2 separate regions of the Mus musculus genome follow, and region 1 is linked to region 2. Evidence: chromatin contacts called from public HiChIP or PLAC-seq data. All regions are on one chromosome and are shown on one strand. Each heading gives the region's core, a stretch centred on a gene start, on an enhancer-like site or on the middle of the called end of the contact. The rest is flanking DNA. Distances are from core to core; before and after follow the strand shown.

The links. HiChIP or PLAC-seq counts read pairs in DNA pulled down with a chosen protein or histone mark.
Region 1: an H3K27ac HiChIP or PLAC-seq map of embryonic stem cells shows a contact between it and region 2, with 19 read pairs. The contact joins the enhancer-like site here to the promoter of Gns in region 2. A contact is called at or near these places in 2 of 39 promoter capture datasets (the C10 cell line and pre-B cells), 9 of 484 Hi-C or Micro-C datasets (B cells, centrocytes, embryonic stem cells and 6 more), 5 of 115 datasets of contacts at active chromatin or transcription factors (the HPC-7 cell line, embryonic stem cells, extraembryonic endoderm stem cells and 1 more) and 3 of 9 other capture datasets (adipose tissue, liver and pancreatic islet).

What each region holds. Positions count from the first base shown.
Region 1 is chr10:121,403,024-121,408,312 of GRCm38.p6, reverse strand. No RefSeq gene overlaps it. Among named protein-coding and RNA genes, the nearest start is that of Gns, 41 kb to the right of the region's middle. Within about 2 kb of position 3,077, at least 5 of the 459 cell types and tissues checked have an H3K27ac peak or open chromatin away from gene starts, as enhancers often do. A contact at or near this core is called in embryonic stem cells, where this site is marked.
Region 2 is chr10:121,362,021-121,366,878 of GRCm38.p6, reverse strand. It overlaps Gns (glucosamine (N-acetyl)-6-sulfatase), which reads right to left and starts at 1,789. Exons shown (of 14, transcript NM_029364.4): 1 at 1,521-1,789. The coding sequence starts at 1,688. Gm51786 (a long non-coding RNA gene) reads right to left here. Exons shown (of 3, transcript XR_003948972.1): 3 at 3,612-3,945.

The DNA of each region.
Region 1 (5,289 bases), core at 1,828-4,327, 40 kb before region 2:
AAGGGTAGAATACAAATGCTGCATTGGGGTGCTGTCAGGTAGTCCTAATTGGGTGTTTTGTTTTGCTGAAAGGGGAAACCTATATCTGGTACAACCTATATCAACATGTCAACTAGGTGCTAATCACGTACCAAGCCTTATTCAAAAGGCCGACAGTATAGTAACAGTAACTATCTACTTCTCAGTCAGTTAATGCGAATATTACACTCATAGTTGAGTCCCAAGGTGGGGTGTGAGTGATGGGCAAGCCTTTGACAGCCCAGCTTCTTGGTCATCTTGTTCTCAAGTTCCAAAGTGTTTAGAGCAAACACTACCTCCCCTCTGGGGGGCAGACAGGAAAGCAGGTTTGTGCTGGAAGAGGGGGGCCTTTCCACTCACTCAGTTACTGGTGAGCTTCAGTTATGGAAATGGTTGTATTAGGACCTGTGGGTCATGGCCCCTGTGGGAGTCGAATGGCTGTAAATATCTGCATATCAGATATTTACGTTATAACTCATAATAGTAGCAAAATTACAGTTATGAAGTAGCAACAAAATAATTTTGTGGATGGGGAGTGTACAGGCTAGTTTTGTGTCAACTTGACACAGCTGGAGTTATCACAGAGAAAGGAGCTTCAGTTGAGGAAATGCCTCCATGAGATCCAACTATAAGGCATTTTCTCAATTAGTGATCAAGGGGGAAAGGCCCCTTGTGGGTGGGACTATCTCTGGGCTGGTAGTCTTGGGTTCTATAAGAGAGCAGGCTGAGCAAGCCAGGTGAGGCAAGCCAGTAAAGAACATCCCTCCATGGCCTCTGAATCAGCTCTTGTTTCCTGACCTGCTTGAGTTCCAGTCCTGACTTCCTTGGTGATGAACAGCAGTATGGAAGTGTAAGCCGAATAAACCCTTTCCTCCCCAACTTGCTTCTTGGTCATGATGTTTGTGCAGGAATACAAACCCTGACTAAGACAAATTGGTACCAGCAGAGTGGGGTATTCCTGTGACAACCTGACCATGTTTTGGGGAGGGCTATGGAAGGACTTTGGAACTTTGGGCTTGAAGATCCATCCATTGTTAAGAGCTCTGTCAGATGTTGTGTAGGAGCTTGGAAGATAATGTTGAGAACACTGCAGAAGATGGAGGTTTGGTTTGTGAAATTTCAGAGGGAAAATTAAAGACTCTTTTCAGGGCCATTGCTGTTTTGATTGTGAAGATTGTGTAGTTCTGGTTAGCTGGGGCTGAAGAATCAGCTGTGATTAACAAGATACCAGAACTACTAAAGCAAAAACTTTGCATTACTGGGACTATTGATGCTGGTTAGCTGGAGCTAAGAAATTAGTGGTGATTAAGAAGAGACCAGCATCATTGAGGTGACATCTTCTGGGAAGTGTTTTCTGAAAGCACAAAGAGGCTGTGTTCCAGAGATGGCCAAGGTTGTACTCCTGCTGCAGCGGGACTTGGTAATATGTAAGGGTCACCCAGGTGGTACTGGTTTTGAAGGCATGAAGGGGTCACACAGAGCAGCTGAGGCTCGGCACTGTGAGAGGCCATGGAAGGTCATTGGTGAAGGTGCAATTGAAGGTCCAGGACTGAAGGGGTCATGCAGTGTTTTGGAGATGCCAGTACCATGAGATGACCACCAAGAGCAGCAGCAGCAGTGGAGTACAGGCATCTGGAGCCTAGAGGATGACGCGTGTGCTACAAAGGGCATGGCTGGAGAAGTGACCTAAGCCCTTGGAGGAGCCCAGAAGATCGTAAGTTGGATCCCAGAGATTGGACAGTTGTAGATTGATTTTTGCTTTTGATTGTGACTGTGCCCTGATATTTTCCCTCTTGAAGAAACTGTTTTAGTGGAGCCCACAGTTAAGAAACTTTTAATTGTAAAAAGACTTTGGATTTTAAAAGAGATGGATATTTTAAAGAGATTGAAATTTTAAGAATATGTAAAGACTGTGGGACTTTTAAAGTTATTTAGATCTTGGGGATGAATAAGAATGTAAGGGTTGAGGCTTACTAGTGATGTGTTTGTGTGTCAAGTTGACAAGGGGTCAATTGTACAGGCTAGTTTTGTGTCAACTTGACACAGCTGGAGTTATCACAGAGAAAGGAGCTTCAGTTGAGGAAATGCCTCCATGAGATCCAACTGTAAGGCATTTTCTCAGTTAGTAATCAAGGGGGAAAGGCCCCTTGTGGGTGGGACCATCTCTGGGCTGGTAGTCTTGGGTTCTATAAGAGAGCAGGCTGAGCAAGCCAGGTGAGGCAAGCCAGTAAAGAACATCCCTCCATGGCTTCTGCATCAGCTCCTGCTTCCTGACCTGCTTGAGTTCCAGTCCTGACTTCCTTTGGTGATGAACAGCAGTATGGAAGTGTAAGCCAAATAAACCCTTTCCTCCCCAACTTGATTCTTGGTCCTGATGTTTGTGCAGGAATAGAAACCCTGACTAAGACAGGGAGTCACCACAATGAGAGGAACTGTATGAAAGGGTCGCAGTGTTAGGAGGGCTGAGAGCCACCGATTTAGGGGCTAATCCTGAAATACAGGGCAGGAACTGTCCTGCTTTTCCTTTAAGGTCTGTTGCCTGGGAGGAGTGGGCAGGGCAGGGCAGGGGACCATTCATTCCTAGTGTTCCTCTTGTAATTGGTCAGAAAATTCCTAGAACAACCAGGAAAGGAAGGCAAGCCACCCAAAGCTGCAGTGGGCTGAGCCGCTCAGCCAGTCCCGAGACAGGCACCATCCTTAGCAAAGGACCGAAAAATTTCGAGTTCTCCCTGTGCTGACTTCCGACGTGAACCGCAACTTGCTTAATTTGGTGTTCTAGAAAGAATCTCTGCTAAAGAGTCAAGGGTGGAGAGGAAGGCCCGGTGAGAGCCTGGAGGGCGGGCCAGCTATGGAGCTGGCTCACCTGGTCGTCTGCACGGTGGGGTTAGGCTCTGGCTTGGTCTCTGGTCTGGTTTCCTCTGGTTTTGCTTTGCTTTTTGGGGAACCACTCCCAGTCGGTCTGTCATAGGTGATAAGATTGAGAAGCAGTTTGTGCTGTAAAGCTCTGGTTTCTGAGAGAAAATCCTTCGAAGACTTCAACGAGGGAGCTCTTTTTAGACAAGGCAGACCTCTGCACCAGTGCAGAGACTCCGCCATCTTAACATCCTGCCAGCCCCATACCTTGGCACCGAGCTCCCCGAAGCTCCTGTCTTTGTTTCTGAGGCAGGTGAGATGGGACTTAGAAATGTTTATTCACACAGCAGCACAGGACTCTAAATTTTTAAGGGATTATCTTTGTTCTGGGGAGGGAATTACTTTAGCCAATCAAGTTTGTGATAACTTTATTAGTTTGTTTTGTTTTGTCTTTTGAGACAGTTTCTACATATTCCAGGCTGTCCTGGAACTCACTCTGTAGACCAGGCTGGCCTTGAACTCAGAAATCCGCCTGCCTCTGCCTCCCAAGTGCTGGGATTAATTAAAGGCGTGCGCCACCACCACCCGGCCCGGCTTTTTCTTTTTCTTTTTTTCTTCTTTTTTCTTTCTTTCTTTCTTCCTTTCTTTCTTTCTTTCTTTCTTTCTTTCTTTTTTTTTTTTTTAAAGATTTTATTTTCTATATATGACGAGTACACTGTAGCTGTCTTCAGACACACCAGAAGAGGCCATCAGATCCCATAACAGATGGTCGTGAGCCACCATGTGGTTGCTGGGAACTGAACTCAGGACCTCTGGAAGAGCAGTCAGTGCTCTTAACCACTGAGCCATCTCTCCAGTCCTTAAAATGAAACTTTTAAAAAGAGCTAACACAAGGTAACACTTGCAGGGTGTGGGGTGCAAGCTGGTGATTTATATTTCGTTGCAATCCACCCATTTTGTCTCTCTTCCGGCATTCTCTGTCACCTTCAATTTTGACTTAAGAGAATTTTTTATCTTAGCCAGACATGGTTGTGGAGGCCAAGCAAGGTGTGCGAGCCAGAGGGAACTGGATCTGTGGCGTGGCCACTGCCAAGTGTCTTGTTTGTATTTTAAAAGTTGATTCTTACAGAAGGAAATTGATTTAAACACAGAACACTCACAACTGTAGGGTGATTGGCCTTCCGCTGTATTCGCCAGAGAGGCAGTAACAAAACTTAGATTCAAGGTACCTGGAGCAGTGGGGCCGCCGGGCTCTCCGGTCTTTTCATGGCCAAGGTGATGCTAATGCTGAGTGATCCAGACCACAGCTGGAGGCCTCAATCTTTGTTTTTTGCCAATCTTTGTTTCCATGCCTGTAAACTCTCACCCCCTCCCTAAGCGAGAGTGTGGAAGCTTACCTTTATTACCCCAGCACCCCTGAGGTGGGGGGGGGACGGGGGACGGACGGGGAGGGGGGGAGGGGGGAGGGGGGTGGGGGGGAAGGGGCAGGGGCAGGATGGGGCGGAGCCTGGGGAATGTAGCTTCAAGGCTAGCCTGGGCTCCATAGTGAAGTCCTTCCTGTCTGAATGGCTCTCAGGGATTGTCACAAGAACAAAACCAGGTTGGTTCCCTCAGTTGGTTATTTCCTTGAAGCCAGGCATTATTTTCGGGGGGGGGGGGGGAGCTTTGCATCTCTCCTAGCAGGGGGGACTTCCCAAAGGTGTGACAACAGCTTCCTGGGCAGCTTGTCCTCCTCAGACACACACAGTTGCAGCTTATGGCCTGTGTGACTGTGGCTTTTGCCCCAGCTGAGCTCTGCCTGGGCAGCACTTTGGGGCATTGTAGGGAGGACGCAGGAAGCCAGGATCGTAGACGGGAAGCTTCTCTGTTCTCGTTCTGTGAGAGGGCTCGCCGTGGCCTTGTGGGCTTCATGTGCAAGCATCTGGGAGAGTGCAGTAGAAGACTGAGGCAGCCTTGGGAGGTGACACAGCCTTAGTCGACACTCATTCCAGCTCCCTAGGAAGCAACCAAGGTGTCACACTGACCGGAGTCCATATGCGGGAGATGCCAGAGCTGGGAAGCAAGGCCACACAGCTTAAGTCGTAGGGGCGTGGGCAGAATAGAATCACCATGTGTCGGAGCTGCTGCCATCTCGGCTCGCAGAGGAGGCCAGGGCAGTGCCAACAGGTGCTCCTGCCTTGGGTCAGAGGCTTTTGGAAACCACGGAGAAGTCACTGGAGAGAAGGGTGGTCTGTGATGAGCTGCCAGCCAGGGATCCCATTAAAATATTTTCCAACATATGCTGGGTACATTTAGCAACCAATCCACAAAGACACATCTACCCTCTTTAGTAACAATAGGCTAGGACTCGTGTTTATTTATATTCCTGGGTATGTAATATGCATGCACTTAGTGGGGGCGGTGGCAGGGATTAAACCT
Region 2 (4,858 bases), core at 540-3,039:
ACAAAGTGAAAGACCTCGACTATACACAGACAACAGCTGTGCTAAGTGACAGTCACTAAGCTGGGGCACCTTATATGTAAGTAGTGGATTTTGTTTCCAACAGCAGTATTAAGGCTGACCTGTTGAGTACTCTGGGAGAGACAGCATTTTTTTTTTTTTCCTGAACAAAATACTTTTTTTTTTTTGAAATCCCAGCACCGGTGAAACAGAAGATGGATCTCTGTGAGTTCAAGGCTAGCCGCGGCTATACAGTGAGACCCTGTCTCAAAACGAAACAAAACACAACCAAACAAACGAAATAAAGCAAAGAGAAAGAGAAAGAAAGAGAAGAGAGCTATGGGAACTGTTGGAGGGAGGGATAATAAAACCTAAGAGGGAATTAAGTCAAGACTTTTGGTACAGGGGGTGGGGGCTCGCTCTGAGAGAGAACTGGCTTAGCAGGCCCTCCAGCAGGGTGGGAGGGGAGAAGAGATTCAACATCCTTATGGCTCAGGGGATACCACAACAGCAACAAGGCGATGAATGGGATCTATGTAGATATAGAGAAGGGCCAAGGGGATTGGTAACAGAACACCATCTAGAAAAAGACAGTTCGCGGAAGGCAAAGTGTTACTGCCCAGCCCAGAAATACACAGGCTCTGCTAACCATTATCACATGTGACACGTGGAAAACCAAAATGTTGGCTCACTAGACTCATTTCACAACTCACTGATCAGCTGGGACCAGCAACTTGAAGGACATTGAGCCAGGGTTAATGACCACACAGGAAAAAGTAGGACCCTCCTGCTTAGAGGTTTCACAGCTACCGCAATCAGCTGAAAGCAGAAGGAGAACCGAAAGAGGGAGAGAGTCTCGACTTGTTTCTTTTTCCTTTTTAGTGAGAGCAATGCTGACCCAGGACGGAATACCATTGGAGGGTTGGTCCTAATCTGCCTCCTCCCGCTCAGTGCTTTGGGCAAATCCCTAGAGCACCAATGGATGGAGATTGGCGTTCATGTTCCCAAAGGTCAAATTCCGGAACCTCGAAAGAGCAGAAGTGACTGGGAAGGAAATGCAGTCTTCATGACTAACACCCATTAGACCTAAATTGGAGCCCTGACAGTAATGCCTCAGCCAACTGTTCGATTAGGCCAATTGATTTTGGTTTTGATGCTTCTTAAGCAAAAACACTCTCTGTCAATAACAGCTCGACAGCCTACAAACCCACTTTTATAGCCACCACAGAAGCACGGATGCCGACGTCCCAGGTCCTCCGTGAAGAGGGCTGACGTGGCCTCGGATCTCCCTAATCAATCACTGGCCTCCACAGGTTTGCCCTGAGCGGCGAGTGTCCACTGCAGCAGTAAGGTCCAGGCTGGAGGCACCGTGCGCACGGTGCGAGCCTGTGGGTGAGCTCGGGGGAGGAAGCCGGGTCCCATGACTCGTCCAAGCTCCCGGAGGGCCCGGAGTGACCGCGCACAGCCACCCACGGCCAAGCGGCCCAGCAAAGGGGCAAGGGGAGGGCGTGGACACGAGTTACCATGCCGCCGAGCTCCGCGTCCTGGTCGTCGGTGAGCAGCAGCAGCACGTTGGGCCTGCGAGCCGCCCCCACGAGCCCCAGGCAGCCTCCCAGCAGCGGCAGCAGCAGCAGCGCCGGCAGGCGGCGGGGACGGCCCGGCCGGGGCCCGGCTGCCGAAGGGAGCCGCATGGCGGCCAAGCTCCGCGGGGGAACCGAGAGCTGCGGAGAGACGCCGGTGAGCGCAGGAGACGGGGTCAGGCTTTCTCTCCCTAGGCGAGATCACGTGAGGCGGGGCAGGGGGCGGGGCGCGTCGTCACGTGACGGGCGGCCGTGGGCGGGGCCTGGGGAGCGGCGGAGAGCCCGGGCGCTGGGCAGGGCTGGACAGAGCTAGGACCGCGCGGAGCCTGGCCTCGCCACTGGTTAGGCCTGCTCCTGATGCTGCAGGAGGAAGGACAGAGCACCGGAGATGAAGACAGGAGTCAGTCCGCTCATCTTCCCTCCAGAGTGAAGCAGCGCACGTGCTGTGAACACAAGATCAGCTGCTGGTTAAAGTCCCGGCCAGTCCTGGGGTTAATGGACAGCTCTGCCTGTGTCCTTTGACTTTTCACCTGTCGAGGTGAAGTTCTCATTTGGCTCAGCTGTTGTTATTCCACTTTCCTCGGCTGGCATGTACTTTCAAACAATTTAGGAACGTCTTTACGACGCTAGGAGCTCTGGTCAACGTTTCAAGTTTTAATCACACTTTAATTTACATTTATTTTTGTGGGTTTTGCGTGCTCACGCACCTTCCGCGGCACGTGTGTGGAGGTCGGAGGGCATCTTGCGGGCGTCAGTGCTTTCTTTCTGTGGAGTGAGTGCAGGGGATCTAACTCAGGCCCTCAGGCTTGGCGGCAGGTGCCTTGGCATCTTGGCCAGTCCTACTTGGTGAGTTTTTGCAAGCCTTCTTGGAAACTTAGAAGTGCATGGCTCAGTGGTTACGAGTACTAACTGCTGCTCTTCCAGAGGTCCTGAGTTCAAATCCCAGCAACCACATGGTGGCTCACAACCATCTGTAATGACATCCGATGCCCTCTTCTGCTGTGTCTGAGGACAGCTACAGTGTACTTATAATAAATAAATAAATAAATAAATAAATAAATCTTAAAAAAGAAAAGAAGTGCACGACCAGTAGCAACACATCCTTTGTTGAATGAAACCTCAAAAAATATTTTAAGTTAGCTAAAAAGTTAAGTTGCTGTTAGGGATTCCTGCGAGGTCAATGCACGATATACCAAGTGAGCACTGTTCTATGCAGAACAAAAGAAGGTACAGCCATTTGCCAGTTGATTGTGTGTTGGACTCACACCTTTGCGATTTCTTTTTAAAAGATTTATGTGCATGAGTGTCTGTCTGCATGCATGTATGTGTACTATGCTTGCCTAGTTCCTGGGGAAGTCAACGAGAGCGTCTGACCCTTGGGACTGGAGTTACAAATGGTTGTGAGGCACCACGAGGGTTCCTGGGAGTTGACATGGGTCCTCTGCAAGAGTACCATGTGCTCTTAACCACTGAGACATCTGTCAGACAACTGGACACAGAACCTTCGAAAAGTATTTTTCTTTTTTTTATTTTACATCTAAAAATAAAGCAGATAGTTTATAATAACATACAGTATTGTACAATTAATATAATATACAATAAAAATGTATAGGATCTCTGTGACCTATGAGACACGACAATGTAGTCCACCACTCACAGGACTGGAGTTAGAAAAAGAAGAAATAATTTTTTAAATGAAATAATAGCTTCAAAACGTCTAAATTTTGAGAAAATAAGATCCAAGGAACTCAGCCTCGTGCAGAAAAATCAGAGACAGTTTTCCCCTAGCCATGATGGCAAATACTCGCAATTCCAGCTCTTAGGACACTGGGAGAAAGAGGATTATACGTTTGAGGCTAACCTGGGCTTAGGCTATAAGAACCTGTCTAAAGAAAAAGAGTCTCGCTGGGCAGTGGTGGCGCACGCCTTTAATCCCAGCACTTGGGAGGCAGAGACAGGAGGATTTCTGAGTTTGAGGCCAGCCTGGGCTACAGAGTGAGTTCAAGAACAGCCAGGGCTACACAGAGAGACCCTGTCTCGAAAAAAAAATTTAAAAAAAAGAAAAGAAAAGAAAAAGAGTCATAAAAACTTACAGCTAGCCACCTACTTCACTGTAAAAGGCTACATAAATGTTAGCTTTCGAGGATGGTAACAAGAATGTTCGCTCTCAATACCCTGTTCAGCGTTATGGTTGCGGTTGTAGCCGTACAGAAGGAAATCATTCAGGCAGCTCCTCAGATGGCCATAAGGACGTAGTTCAATGGGGGAGGGTGCTTACTTAGCCTGACAGGAGCTCTATGTTCAAGTCCAAGGATTGCATAAATCGAGCCTGGGAGCAACACATTCGATCCAGCTGTAATCCCAGCACCTAGGAGGCCGAGATAGGAGCGCCTGAAGCATAAGGTTTTCAGCTACTAAGCTAGTTTTAAGCCAGATTGGCAAATTAATTAACTAGTTAATTAAGGGCCCATAAATAGATGCATCATAGTAAAAAAAAAATATGTTGAAAGACATAGGGAGGGAAGCAGCAAGAGAAACATGTTTACCTGTTACAAAGACTCCAAAGGACTCCAAGAAAACCAGCAGACACCAGACACAATGCAAGTCTCCTGGGCTGCTACAATGTTCTGCCCTCTACTTTAGCAATACCGCTTTGCACATGCGGGTTTGACTGTAGCTCACGTCAGAGTTATCATAAATTGTAGAGTTAGCCATGCTGAAAATTATGCTATGGGCCTAGTGCTGCTCAGAGGTGACCCCTGGGAAGTTTGTTCCTTTTTCAGCAACCTCTCCGATACACTGCCTCTCTATGAGATTTGGTCAGATTATCCATATATAGTTTAAGTGATACTAATTTAAAAAACGTAAAGTAATGTAAATGAGGAAAATAGCTAATAAAAATATTTTTAAAAAGTCAATGAAAAAAAACCCGTAAAGTATTTCTTACTTTTCTTTCTAAGATTTATTTATTTATTTATTTTATGTATATGAGTACCCTGACTTCATGCACACCAGAAGAGGGCATTTGGTCCCATTACAGATGGTTGTGAGCTACCTTGTGGTTGCTGAGATATGAACTCAGGATCTCTAGAAGAGCAGCCTCTGATTCCACTCCAGGGATTCTGGCATGGCCTCCTAGACTCTTTGGGAACCCACGCATGTATGCGCACCCTCACACAGAGATGTATACATATAAATCCCCATAATAAAATAATTCATTTTAAAAGGTTAATAACAGAAATGAATGGAACAAGGAATAGGAAAAATATCAGAGAAAAATA